Linked DNA regions of Sus scrofa: regions 1, 3 and 4 are each linked to region 2. The links are chromatin contacts, called in public HiChIP or PLAC-seq maps. All regions are on one chromosome and are shown on one strand. The core of a region is the stretch at or near the end of the contact, and the rest is flanking DNA. Distances in the headings are between cores, read along the strand shown.

Region 1 (2,706 bases), core at 178-2,677, 190 kb after region 2:
AAAGCCCTGAACACAAGTCTTCCACTTGAAGAAATACCACATGCTGAGGATAGCTACAAAAATGAAATTACAAGAGTTCCCTTGTGGTGAAGGGGCAGTGGGTTAAGGATCCAGCATTGTCACTGCAGTGGCTTGGATTGCTGCTATGGCATGGGCTCAGTCCCTGGCCCAGGAGGAACTTCCACATGCCACCAGCACAGCCAAAAAGAAAAATTAAATTAAATTAATTAAATTAAATTAAATTGAATAATTAAATTAAAACCTCCAAGAGACAAGGAGCCATCCTGAAGAGAGCAGCTCTATAAACAGAGGGATTGGCATGCCAGGCTCTCAGTATAATACACCTGCAAGGGATGATAAAGTAGGAATGCTTAAAATGATGAGATTGAGATTCAAAAAGGAACAGGAAAACTTGAACAAAATAGAACTTCTAAAAATAAAAGCATTGAAATTTTAAAACTTCATAGTTGTGTTTGCAGATTAAGCAGAAATGACAAGATTAATGAAAGGAAGAAAGATCTATGAAAATTAGAGTCTAGTACAGAGAGATGGAAGACAAGAGAAAAGGTAAGAGACAAGAGATAAGTTTAAAAATATGTCTGATAGGAGTAACAAAAATAGAATAAAGAGAATGAGAAGCTTCTGCTGTGCCACAGTGGGTTAAGGATCTACCATTTCTGCCCCTGTGACCTACATCACAGATTCAGCTATTGGCTCAGGAACTTCCATATGCTGTGGGTGTGGCCAAAAATGAAAAAGAATGAAAAGAATGAGGAAGGAAAAAAAAAAGAATAAACAAAGATATAATGCATGATAACTTCCCAGAATGAAAGAAAGGCATCAGCCCACAGACTGAAGAATCATGATGAGTCACAAGCAGGACAAATAAATCCCAATCTAGTCACATCAGAAGGAAACTGCAAAATGCTGAAGACAGACAAAATCATAATGTAAATGACGAAAAAAAAAAAAAAACAAAACCACATGACCCACAATGGAACAAAGAATGACAGGACTTCTCAGAAACATTAGAGGCCAAAAGATAATGTAATAGTCCCTTCCAAATGCTGAGGGAAAAGCTGCTACCCCTGCCCCCAAAAGAATATTAAAGGTACTTTAATATGTATCTTTAAAATGTCTAAAGTGCTTTAAAAGAAGACAATTTCTCCACTCCCTCAATGAAGGAATACAAACGCAAGTAATAAGTAATGCCATTAACAAAACTGGTAAATAAGAACATCTGAGCACAAACTAAAACAACAACACAATGATTCATGCGGATGGGAGGAGAGGATAAAACCAAGGTGAACCATCGGCTTAGATCTGTAACCACCTAGATGATGAGAGAGGTGACAGGAGTTAAAACGTTGCAAGGCTCATGTAGTACCCATAGCTCTGTTGAGTCAGTATGCAGGTTGTGCAAGCTTTCTAGAGCTGTCATAACACTTCCCCATAAACTTGGCTTAAAACAGCAGTAACTTATTCTCTCATAGCTGGGGAAGCCAGATTCCAAAATCCAAGTGTCAACAGAGATCATTCCTCTGGAGGCTCTGAGAAAGACTGTTCTGTGCCTCCCTCCTAGTTTTTAGTGGCTGCCCGCAACCCTTGGTGCTCCTGAACTTGTAGCTACACCACTCAACCTCTGCCTCCGTGTTCACACAGCTTCCTTAAACTCCTGTAGGCTGCAAATATACTGAAGGTTAGGGCCTTCTCCCCTGCTGTCTCCTGTCTCTTTTTCTGTCTCTTATGGGCTCATGGCCCTTTCTAATCCCAGATGATCTCATCTCAAGATCCTTTCCTTAATTATATCTGCAAAGACCCTTATTCCAAACAAGGTCATATTCTGAGGTCCTGGATAGACATATCTTTTGAGACCACAATTCAACCCAGTACACATGTTACAAATATATAAAGGAAGTCACTAAAAATGTCTTTGAAAAAGTGGAATGTATAAATTCTAAGCAAATTTAGAAACACAGAAAACAATCTCCTTAAAGGTAGGAAAGAAGTAAAAGCTAAATAAAAAGCATGGCAAATAAGACATTAGAAATTAAGTCCAAGTGAATTAGAAATCAAGTGTCAGTAAGTTAAAATGCAATTGTTAAAAGACAAACTTAAATTTAAAATGAAGCAAAACAAAAGCCCCATGTCCCACTGGTGATCAAAGCATTCACATACTTGGGTTCCATTCCAACACTGTCCTCAGTACATTCTCCTTTGATTAATATTCTGAAATCATTTTCACCTGTAACATTAAGGACCAAACTGTAAACTAAGGTTGCAAAATAGAAAAAAAAGAAAAAAAGTGTTTTCAACCCAAATTCCTCCCATTCTAGTGGTAGCTAAGGAATTAAATTTTCTGGATCAGTTTTAAGATTTTTTAAAGGTAGTTTTAGATGGCCTAAAAGAGTAACAAAAGGTTAAAACTGTGAGATTTATTTTCGATTCCTCACTCATCTTTATTTTTCCTGCCAATTCTACCTTTTAATAAAAAAAAATTATTTGAAAGTCCAGACTAGAAAAAACAGATCTTGTTAATGAACCTGGTAGACTATGACTGCTTTTCAATCATGGGGAGCATGGATTCTGAATGCACAGCATGGGCCAGATTTAACGAGTTCAGAATACAAAAGACATCACTTGGACACACACACACACACACACACACACACTTTCACCCACTCGAAGGATAGCTCCTATTATTTT
Region 2 (2,918 bases), core at 235-2,734:
CTCAAAGTTATTTTCCTTAATAGGCTTTCATATGTTAATAATTTCTCATATTTTTTAAAAAAAACTGTAAGTGGAAACAAAAAGTTCAAAGAGTGTTTATAAATGATTTTCGTTCTCTTCTAGAAGGCGGCCTTGACCTTTGTGACTACCATGCCAGAGACAATGAAAGGAAAAATTACCTTCAGGCATTTATGTGAACTCAGCACTCAGGGAAATTCCATTTGTCTGCTGGCCTTAAAGGCAGTCTGAAGAAGATTAACAAGGAGGAATGTAGCTGCTACTTAGAACACACTTCCATAGAAGCAGGAAAGTCCTGCCTACATAGGCGACAGGACACATGTATCAGAGGAACGCATTTCAAAAGCACATTCCAAAGAGCTCTGTTTGACAGTCTCTGCCTCTTTACAGCACTGCAACTGCACCCTGCTTCGTGACCTAAATTAATTTTTCCTCAAGAGTTCTTATTTTTTACTTCAGTCTTTTGAAGTTGTGAGGTAAAAACCTTGCTGGCCCATTCATTCATTCAATGAAAAACTATTTATTAAATACCGATGATGTACAAGTGAAATTCCAGCTGGTCACAGAGCTTATGTACTAATGACTGAAGACAGATGGTTATCAAGGAAGCAAAAACATAATTTCGATTCGGGATGAGGGCCGTGAACAGAACAGAAAGATGTAATGGAGAATACAAGCGGGTGAACCTAAGAGAAACTGGTTGCGGAAGTGCCGTTTGAACTGAGACCCTACACATGAGAAGGCACCAGCCTGGTGGAGGTGCTGGGACGTAGTGTTCTAGGCAGAAAGAAGGGAGAGGCAGGCAGGTGCAATCAGCTCAGGCAGGAGCATCCTGACATGTGCTGGGAAGAAAAGAAGCTTACGTGATGGGTCCAAGTGAGCAAGGGGACGATGGTGCCAGACGGAGTAGACAGCACAGGATAGCAGAGTTTGGATTTTCTGCTAAAATGAGAAGTTGGTGGAAGACTTTCATCAAGGGAGGGACCTGATCTGATCTGTGTTTTCAAAGATTGAGCTGCACACTGTGTGACAAATAGATCTAGTTCAGCTTTGTAATTTAGGCTGATACCAATTAAACCAGGCATTCTATTAGGGTCAGGGAAAAGATTGCTCTTTTTATTTTATTTTCTGTTTCTTCGGTTTTGGTTGTTGCTGTTGTTGTTTTTCCTTTTCTTTCTTTCTTTTTTTTTGCAAATCCAGATTAGTGTCTGATCTTTCTCCTTATTCTTTCTTATCTTTAGACTTGATCTCTAAAAACAGCAGGGCTTCTGATGATGACCTTTCCTATCCCCACAGCACAAGTCCATCATGACCTAATATGGAGAGAAAATCAGTCCATTGCCTTCTGCTTTCCTAGCAAACACATTTGTTGGTCTGACCTGGAAAAGCCGGGCTGCAACTCTGCCAGCCACCAAGGATTTCTGACAGGTCAGCTATACTTGATTAATTGGAGTGACTCTCTAGTTTTCTCCGAGAGTAGAAACCAGTTCTATCAGGTTACTGCCCTCCTGACACAGGCCTAAAATATGGCTGATTGTAAAGGATGTCTTAATTAGAGACTTCAGCATTACAACGGAAGAGTAAACTGCTTGAACTACGAAGTGTATTGAGCCCTCAATGGACGGGGCAAGGCTGTTCTCCACGACTTCAGTGTGAGCTTTGACAATTACAGTGACAACAATAGGCACCACTTTCTGAGCACTCAGTTTTCACCAAGAATTCATCCAACGCTGGTGTTGGCAAACTTCATCTGCAAAAGACCAGACAGTGAATGTTTTCAGTTTGTGGGCCATCTGGTCTTACTGCAAGTGGTGCTCAACTGTGCAGCTGTAGTGAGAAAGCAGCCACAGGTAAGGAAAGAGTGTGGCTTTGCTCCAGCAAAATTTCATTTTCCCTAAAAGGTTGTGGGGCTGGACACAGCTTGATGACTCCTGGGCTAAATGACTTACTGAGGACCCCTGGTTTAAAATACTTACATGTATTAACTTACTTGATTTTCAAAACACTCTGATTATACCCTTTAATTTATAGATGAGGAACTGTGGCACAGAGAGGTCATGTATACCTGGCCTGGCCAGCATAGCTCATACTTGTAGAGCTGAAGTTCACAGCCACACAGCGTGGCTCTCAGTGCCAAGCACAGAGTCACCGTGAGTGTGGCATGGCCAGGACTAGCCCTGAATAGATGCTTAGTCATCTATGGACTTCACTGACCAGTTTATGAGTTACCTAGGTTCTTTATAAAACGCCTGTGTCATAGGATTGAGGACTAGGGAATGGAATGAACCAAACAGTACAATGCCTGAATCAGCACAGTGCTCTGGAGGAACGGTCAGATCACTCTGCATTCTTATGTTCTTCTGATATAAAATGTGAGGGATAGGTGGGGTATCTCGGTTACTGAGGACCCTGTGCCTGGGTAGGTGTGATCATCTTGGCAGTTCACAGAAGAACTGTAATATTAGCAGCCAAGATTTTTCTATTTCTGTTTGTCTTCTTTCCCCTACGTATTCCATGTGATTATTATGAAGATCAAAAGAAAGGGAAAGAAGTACAGAGAACAGTGGAGAATAAAGAATTTCTGGAATAAGAGAAATTCAGTAGTATATACTAAACATACAGTAAAACATTTTATACTTCATTTTATTTCTCTAAAAATATGGCTAGGTATGTATGCTCTTACACGGCGATACTAGAGAACTCTCCTGGATTTTTAAGAGACTAATAAACATACTAGGAGTTAGTTTATTAATTGGGAGGAAAAATTTTATGATAAAATCTACTCCATCTGTGTTAACAAGCCAAGTCAAAGAGAAAATCTGTTGCATGCTTCTCCAAACCCCAAAGCTCAATCTCTGTATATCATTTGCAGTGCTACAGGGCTCCTTTTTATATATATA
Region 3 (2,700 bases), core at 193-2,692, 220 kb after region 2:
GCGTTAAATACTGCTGTCTTTAGATCCATTTATGTCCAGTTGAGAGGCTGTGCTTTATTTATCCTTCGAAGCAAAGCTCCAGCTTAACTCTATCGACACAGACAAGAGTTACAGTAACCGAAGTTCTGTGTTAAACACTGCACCCCAGGACTGGTATAAAACCACAGCGAGTAGGTTCTGTCTATTGCCTTCCAACATCTGACAACCAGGGCACCAAACTAGAGAGAAGGAAAAAAAAAAAAAAAGGAGCAGTTTTGAATTTTCCATAGGTTAAGGTAAAAACCACTAGGTTTTCTTAATTTCTACTCCGGGGGAGCCACACTGTAAGGGACTACTCCGCCCCTTCCCCCCAGAAAAAGGTGGGAAAGGAGAATACATAAAAGTACAGAGACGCAAATGTTTTGGTGGGAGGCAGTCTCACCTCTATATACCGTAAATGTAAACGCTACAGGCAACCGGTTTTCTCGCCTCCTAACCAGCTAAGCTTTGTTCTAGTTCTGCTTTGCACACGCCCAGAGAGAGTACAAGCGAAGAGGCAGAAGACCCGGGCGCAGAAATGTTTCACATCTGCAGAGGAGAGCGGGCCAAGGGCGCGAGGCTGAAAGGCCTCGCTGTGGCCAGGAGAGGGAATAAAAAAGGTCGGAGCCAACAAACCGCGGCCGGCTAACGCCAAAACCCTCACCCGAAAGGCTCTCTTTCCTTTAAAACTACTCCAGACTCTCAGGAAATCCGGCTGCCTTTTAGCTAACTTCGTCCGCCCCATTTTTTTTGATTCCCCCACCGCGCGCCCCGCCAAAAGGGACCCGCAGGTTCCCCAAACCACAGCTGCCGGTATATAACCTTCACCTCTACCTTTTCCAGAAACCGGCAGCCCTCGCCCCAAGTTCCTCGATCGACCTCTACCCGCTCTATGCCGGCCGACGAGTCTAGGGCCTCCATCCCGCTGCCCGCCTTCCGCTGCTGGGGGCGCCCTCCTTCCCCTTCCCGCCCAGGCCTCCCCGTGGACGCCTCAGGCCGCAGCTCGGGCTCCGCCAGGCCGCCGCCGCTGCCACTGCCACTACCTGCCCTGGGGTTAGTTCTCCCCGCTGGCCGCCCGGGCACGGGCCGGCCCCTTCAAATTGAAACCGTTGTCCGCGCCGCCGCCCGGGCCGCGTTGCTCCGCCTGCGGCCGCACAGCTCGTCCATGCCCCGCGCCCCACAGGAATGAATCCAGCCGCGCCGCTTGCCCCGCCCCGCCACGCCGAGCTGCCTCCCGCCCTCCCAGTCTGCGCGGGCTGCAGCGGCTGCAGCGGCGGATGGTGTAATGGGCTGCGGGCCGGGGGCCGGACAAGCCCAAGCACTACTTCACATCACTGACGCGGCAGCAGTGCCATTGGGCCGGGGGAGGGCGGCGGCCGCCGCGAGCAACTGCCTAGGGGCGGGGCAGGGAGGCTGCCAGGGCGGAGCGACGCGAGAGGGGGTGGGGCCATGGCTCGAAGAAGGATGGGCCTGCGTGCGGCACGCGAAGGGGGCGGGGCCACGCAGGCATCCGCGGCCGGGGGTTGGTGGAGCGGCTGCGCAGATCTCGCGGGCTCCTCCGCTCTCCAGGTTTCAGGCAATCGTCTCAGGGGCTCTTTGGGTCCCACTGCCGAAACCCCCGGAGGCGTCGTAGCCATTACTACTTTGTCATTACCCTCTCAGACTAGCCTCTCCTAAGGTTCTTTCCTTTGGTGGGCCATGGAGCTCTTTATAAGAACTCAAAAAGGCAAAACAAGAACAACACAAGAATGAAATTTGGGAAAAAGACTACTTCTGGAGGCTGACAATCAAGACTTTTTAAAAAATATGGACTAAAAAAAATATATAAAACTACAGGGAATGGTAAAAACAGAGCAGTATAAATCAACAAGGTCGAATTCTTGACTGTAAACAATAAAACCAGGAAACGAAAGAAAGGTACGAAATTAATATACGTAAAAATAATTACTACTTCACACAGCAGGAAATGAATTTGTGGAATCCGTGACATTAACACATGGGGTGTGTTAAACTAGGTCGAGGAAGAGTTTAAACATGTTTGGAGAATGACACCCATAGTGAATCATGAGAAAATAATTTGGAAGAACTTGGTGTTCAATCTGGTGAACACTTTATTTGGAGGAACTTAAACTCACAGTTTCTTGGTACCACTGAGGGAAAGAAAATATTAGATTATAGCTCACAAGTTTCCTTTTCAAAGAGCTACTACCTCTTACTATAACGATGTCTCACGTTTTTATAATTTTAATAATCATTTTTAAGTGGAGCATTATATTGGCATTAGGCAGTCAGCATTAGGGTCAACATTAGTAACCCAAGATTCAAGTGAAGGTTATTACCACTGAGAAGAAAATTTAGAACAGAATATAAAAGATGAGAGTAACTGTCTATACAAATCAAAGAGCCAGGAGAGATTGACTGTTTTAACACTAATGTTACAGGTCACAGTTCTATACTCTCAAAGTATAAATACTAGAGACAGTTTCCCACCCAAGGCCTAACCTGGGCTGACCTCTCTTATCAGATTCAATAAGATTATGTGAAAATTTACAACAGTGTTCTTCAAACCAACAAGTGCATCCCTTGGGGGATTTTCACAGGGTAGGTGCACATTTAGTTTTAAGGCCACCAGTTTCTGAATATTCACCTTGCATCCATCTATATTATTTCCTAAAATTGATC
Region 4 (2,700 bases), core at 106-2,605, 170 kb after region 2:
TTGCCATGAGCTGTGGTGTAGGTTGCAGATGTGGTTTGGATCCCACATTGTTGTGGCTGGGGTGTAGGCCGGCAGCTATAGCTCTGACTCAACCCCTAGCCTGGGAACCTCCATATGCCACGGGTGCAGCCCTAAAAACACACACACACAAAAAAATCATTTATGCATATCTGTGTAACAAGTCCTCTTTAGGATTAAACACATGTCAAAAAAAAAAGGGGGGGGGCATGACCAAGGACAAAAGATGTTGTATGTCTCAGTCTGTTTAGGCTGCCTCAACAAAAGTACCAAGGACTGAGTGCTTATAAACAACAGAAAAGTATTTCTCACAGTTCTGCTGGCTAAAAATCCAAGGTCAAGGCGCTGGCAGATTCAGGGTCTAGTGAAGACCTGCGTCCTGGCTCCTGGACTGACAGCCATCTTCTCACTGCACCCTCACGTGGTGGGAGGGTGAGGGGGCTTTCTGAGGTCTCTTTCATAAGGACGCCAATCCCATTCTTGAGGTCTCCCTCTGCCTTACTACCTAACTGCCACCCAAAGGCCTTAGTCCCTAGTGCTTTCACACTGGGGATTAGATTTCGACAAATAAATGTAGGGGGACAAAAACAGCCTTAGCATTAAGTCCCAGTGCTTGCAAAGAGTAGGCTCAAAAGACAGGAGGTTGCCTAGCCCTGCTCTGAATGTCAGAAAGTCCCCTCCAGCAACTGCTTTTTAAAAACCAAATATTTTCATTTATTCAACGAGCAAGCAGGACTTTAAAGAGCGTGGTCCAAACCCTGTACTAATCCTCTTTCTTTGGATTACAAGACTATTTCCTCCTAGGCTGGTGGGCAATTTTCCAATCAAAGATCCTCAACAGAGTAGTGTCTACACAGTTCTGAGGCCTGTTTCTCCATCAAGACTGGAAATCACTGGGTCTGGGCAGCCTCTGGAATGTGATTTACATGTCTAGGTTGCAATTTACTCACATTTTCATAAAAACGAAGTCATATTAGGGCAAAGCTGCGTTTGCTGGCCATAAGGGAAGGAACGTGTCACCAGGGAACAAAACCAGAACCAGTGCGTGGTCCTCTGAACTAAAGGATCTCCAGCCAGAATGGAGGAACATTTGCATAGGTATCTGGAGTTGGACCACACCCCTCCTTCTTCACATCTATTTACATCAGGCAACCTAAACGGAGGAGGAGAAAAAAAAAAAAAAAAAAGCATGTCCACCGTTGGGTTCAGACCTTTACAGATAGAGCTGACAGCCTTAGGCTCTGACAGAAGCCAGCCCGTGGGGTCAGAGAGGCCTCTGGGATCAAGTTCACCGTTTTGAAGCAGCCTGGCAGATTCAGCAGTAAGGCTTGAGTGGCTGGTAAGTGGTTTCAGATAAACGATACTTGAATCCATCCTGACCCAACTATCTGCGTGGCATGTCTGTGCCCTAGGGAAAAAAAAAGCCTTACGTTCCAGGACCGATAAAGCTCTCCAGACTCTTCGGAACTCCAGAACTGACATCGCCCTTGGCAGAGCCAGTGTGGCAGTTTTGCATTCTTACTACATGTTAGGGAAGCTGAGAGCTATTCAGGCTTCATGAGGGAGATTTTTGTTCAATATAAGGAAAAAGAATTTTTTTAATAAATAGTCACATTAACAGAAGTTTTTATCATAGAAAGCAGCAAGTACCCAGCACTGGAAATTTTTAGCAGAAACCAAAAAATCTACATTGGATGGAAAGCTGGCCTAGCCATAGGTCTCTTCCAGGGTCCTATGTCTTTAATTGAAAAATGAACTCAAATGTGCCATTTTTCTTTGCCAATTCTGTTCAGCTTACATGCATATGCATGGGAAAGCATTAAGTGGTAAGAGCCAAGAAGTCGGTTTTCCCTCCTGACTGTACTTCTGTGATGGTTACGTTCATGTATCAACTTGACTAGGCCAACAGGACACAAGACTTTTGATCTGGGTATTTCTATGAGGGTGTTTTGGGATGACATAAACATTTAAATCAATAGATTTAACACAGATTAGATTAATATGTGAATCAGTAAAGCCGACTGCTCTCCTTAATGTGATGGGCCTCATCCAATCAGTTGAAGGTCTGGCTAGAACAAAAAGACTGACCTACCCCCAAGTGAAAGAGACTGTTCCAGCAGACTGCCTTTGGACTTCACCTGCACTACAGACTTTCTTGGGTCTTTTTTTTTTTTTTTCTTTTCTTTTCTTTTTTGGCTGCCCCATGGCATATGAAAGTTCCCAGGCCAGGGATAAAATCTGAGCCAGAGCTGTGAACTACACCACAGCTGTAACAACACCAGATCCTTAACCCACTGTGCCAGGCTGGGGATCAAACCAGCACCTCTACAGAGACAAGCCAGATCATTAACCCCACATTGCAAATTTGGACTTTGACAAACTTCACAATTGTGTGAGCAATTCTTATAGTAAATATCTTTCTCTGCGTAGTCATATCCTATAAATTCTGTTTTGCTAGAGAGCCCTAACTAATACAACTGCTTTTTTCAGTATCCTCTGCTGACTTGGCCTTCACTTTTCAATATCTAAATGCTGGAAGCATTCCTACATTCACTCCTCAATAATCTCTATGACCATCTCCCTAGAGGTGAGATCAACTAGTCCCATGACTTTATCAGGATCTCACAATGATGGCTTTATATTCCAGTCCCAACTTCTTCCCAGAGTTGCAGACCAGAATAC

Evidence for each region. HiChIP or PLAC-seq counts read pairs in DNA pulled down with a chosen protein or histone mark.
Region 1: an H3K27ac HiChIP or PLAC-seq map of skeletal muscle shows a contact between it and region 2. The contact joins two enhancer-like sites. A contact is called at or near these places in 2 of 47 Hi-C or Micro-C datasets (fetal heart ventricle and skeletal muscle) and 2 of 2 datasets of contacts at active chromatin or transcription factors (alveolar macrophages and skeletal muscle).
Region 3: a contact with region 2 is called in an H3K27ac HiChIP or PLAC-seq map of skeletal muscle. The contact joins the promoter of FEM1C here to the enhancer-like site in region 2. A contact is called at or near these places in 2 of 2 datasets of contacts at active chromatin or transcription factors (alveolar macrophages and skeletal muscle).
Region 4: an H3K27ac HiChIP or PLAC-seq map of skeletal muscle shows a contact between it and region 2. The contact joins two enhancer-like sites. A contact is called at or near these places in 1 of 47 Hi-C or Micro-C datasets (skeletal muscle) and 2 of 2 datasets of contacts at active chromatin or transcription factors (alveolar macrophages and skeletal muscle).

What each region holds. Positions count from the first base shown.
Region 1 is chr2:119,689,219-119,691,924 of Sscrofa11.1, forward strand. No RefSeq gene overlaps it. Among named protein-coding and RNA genes, the nearest start is that of FEM1C, 32 kb to the right of the region's middle. Within about 2 kb of position 1,428, at least 12 of the 83 cell types and tissues checked have an H3K27ac peak or open chromatin away from gene starts, as enhancers often do. A contact at or near this core is called in skeletal muscle, where this site is marked.
Region 2 is chr2:119,498,502-119,501,419 of Sscrofa11.1, forward strand. The region is part of intron 1 of LOC110259444 (a long non-coding RNA gene); the gene reads right to left. Among named protein-coding and RNA genes, the nearest start is that of CCDC112, 19 kb to the left of the region's middle. Within about 2 kb of position 1,485, at least 12 of the 83 cell types and tissues checked have an H3K27ac peak or open chromatin away from gene starts, as enhancers often do. A contact at or near this core is called in skeletal muscle, where this site is marked.
Region 3 is chr2:119,721,598-119,724,297 of Sscrofa11.1, forward strand. FEM1C (protein fem-1 homolog C) reads right to left here and starts at 1,443. Exons shown (of 3, transcript XM_021084648.1): 1 at 1,062-1,443; 2 at 1-218. The coding sequence starts at 29.
Region 4 is chr2:119,672,101-119,674,800 of Sscrofa11.1, forward strand. No RefSeq gene overlaps it. Among named protein-coding and RNA genes, the nearest start is that of FEM1C, 50 kb to the right of the region's middle. Within about 2 kb of position 1,356, at least 4 of the 83 cell types and tissues checked have an H3K27ac peak or open chromatin away from gene starts, as enhancers often do. A contact at or near this core is called in skeletal muscle, where this site is marked.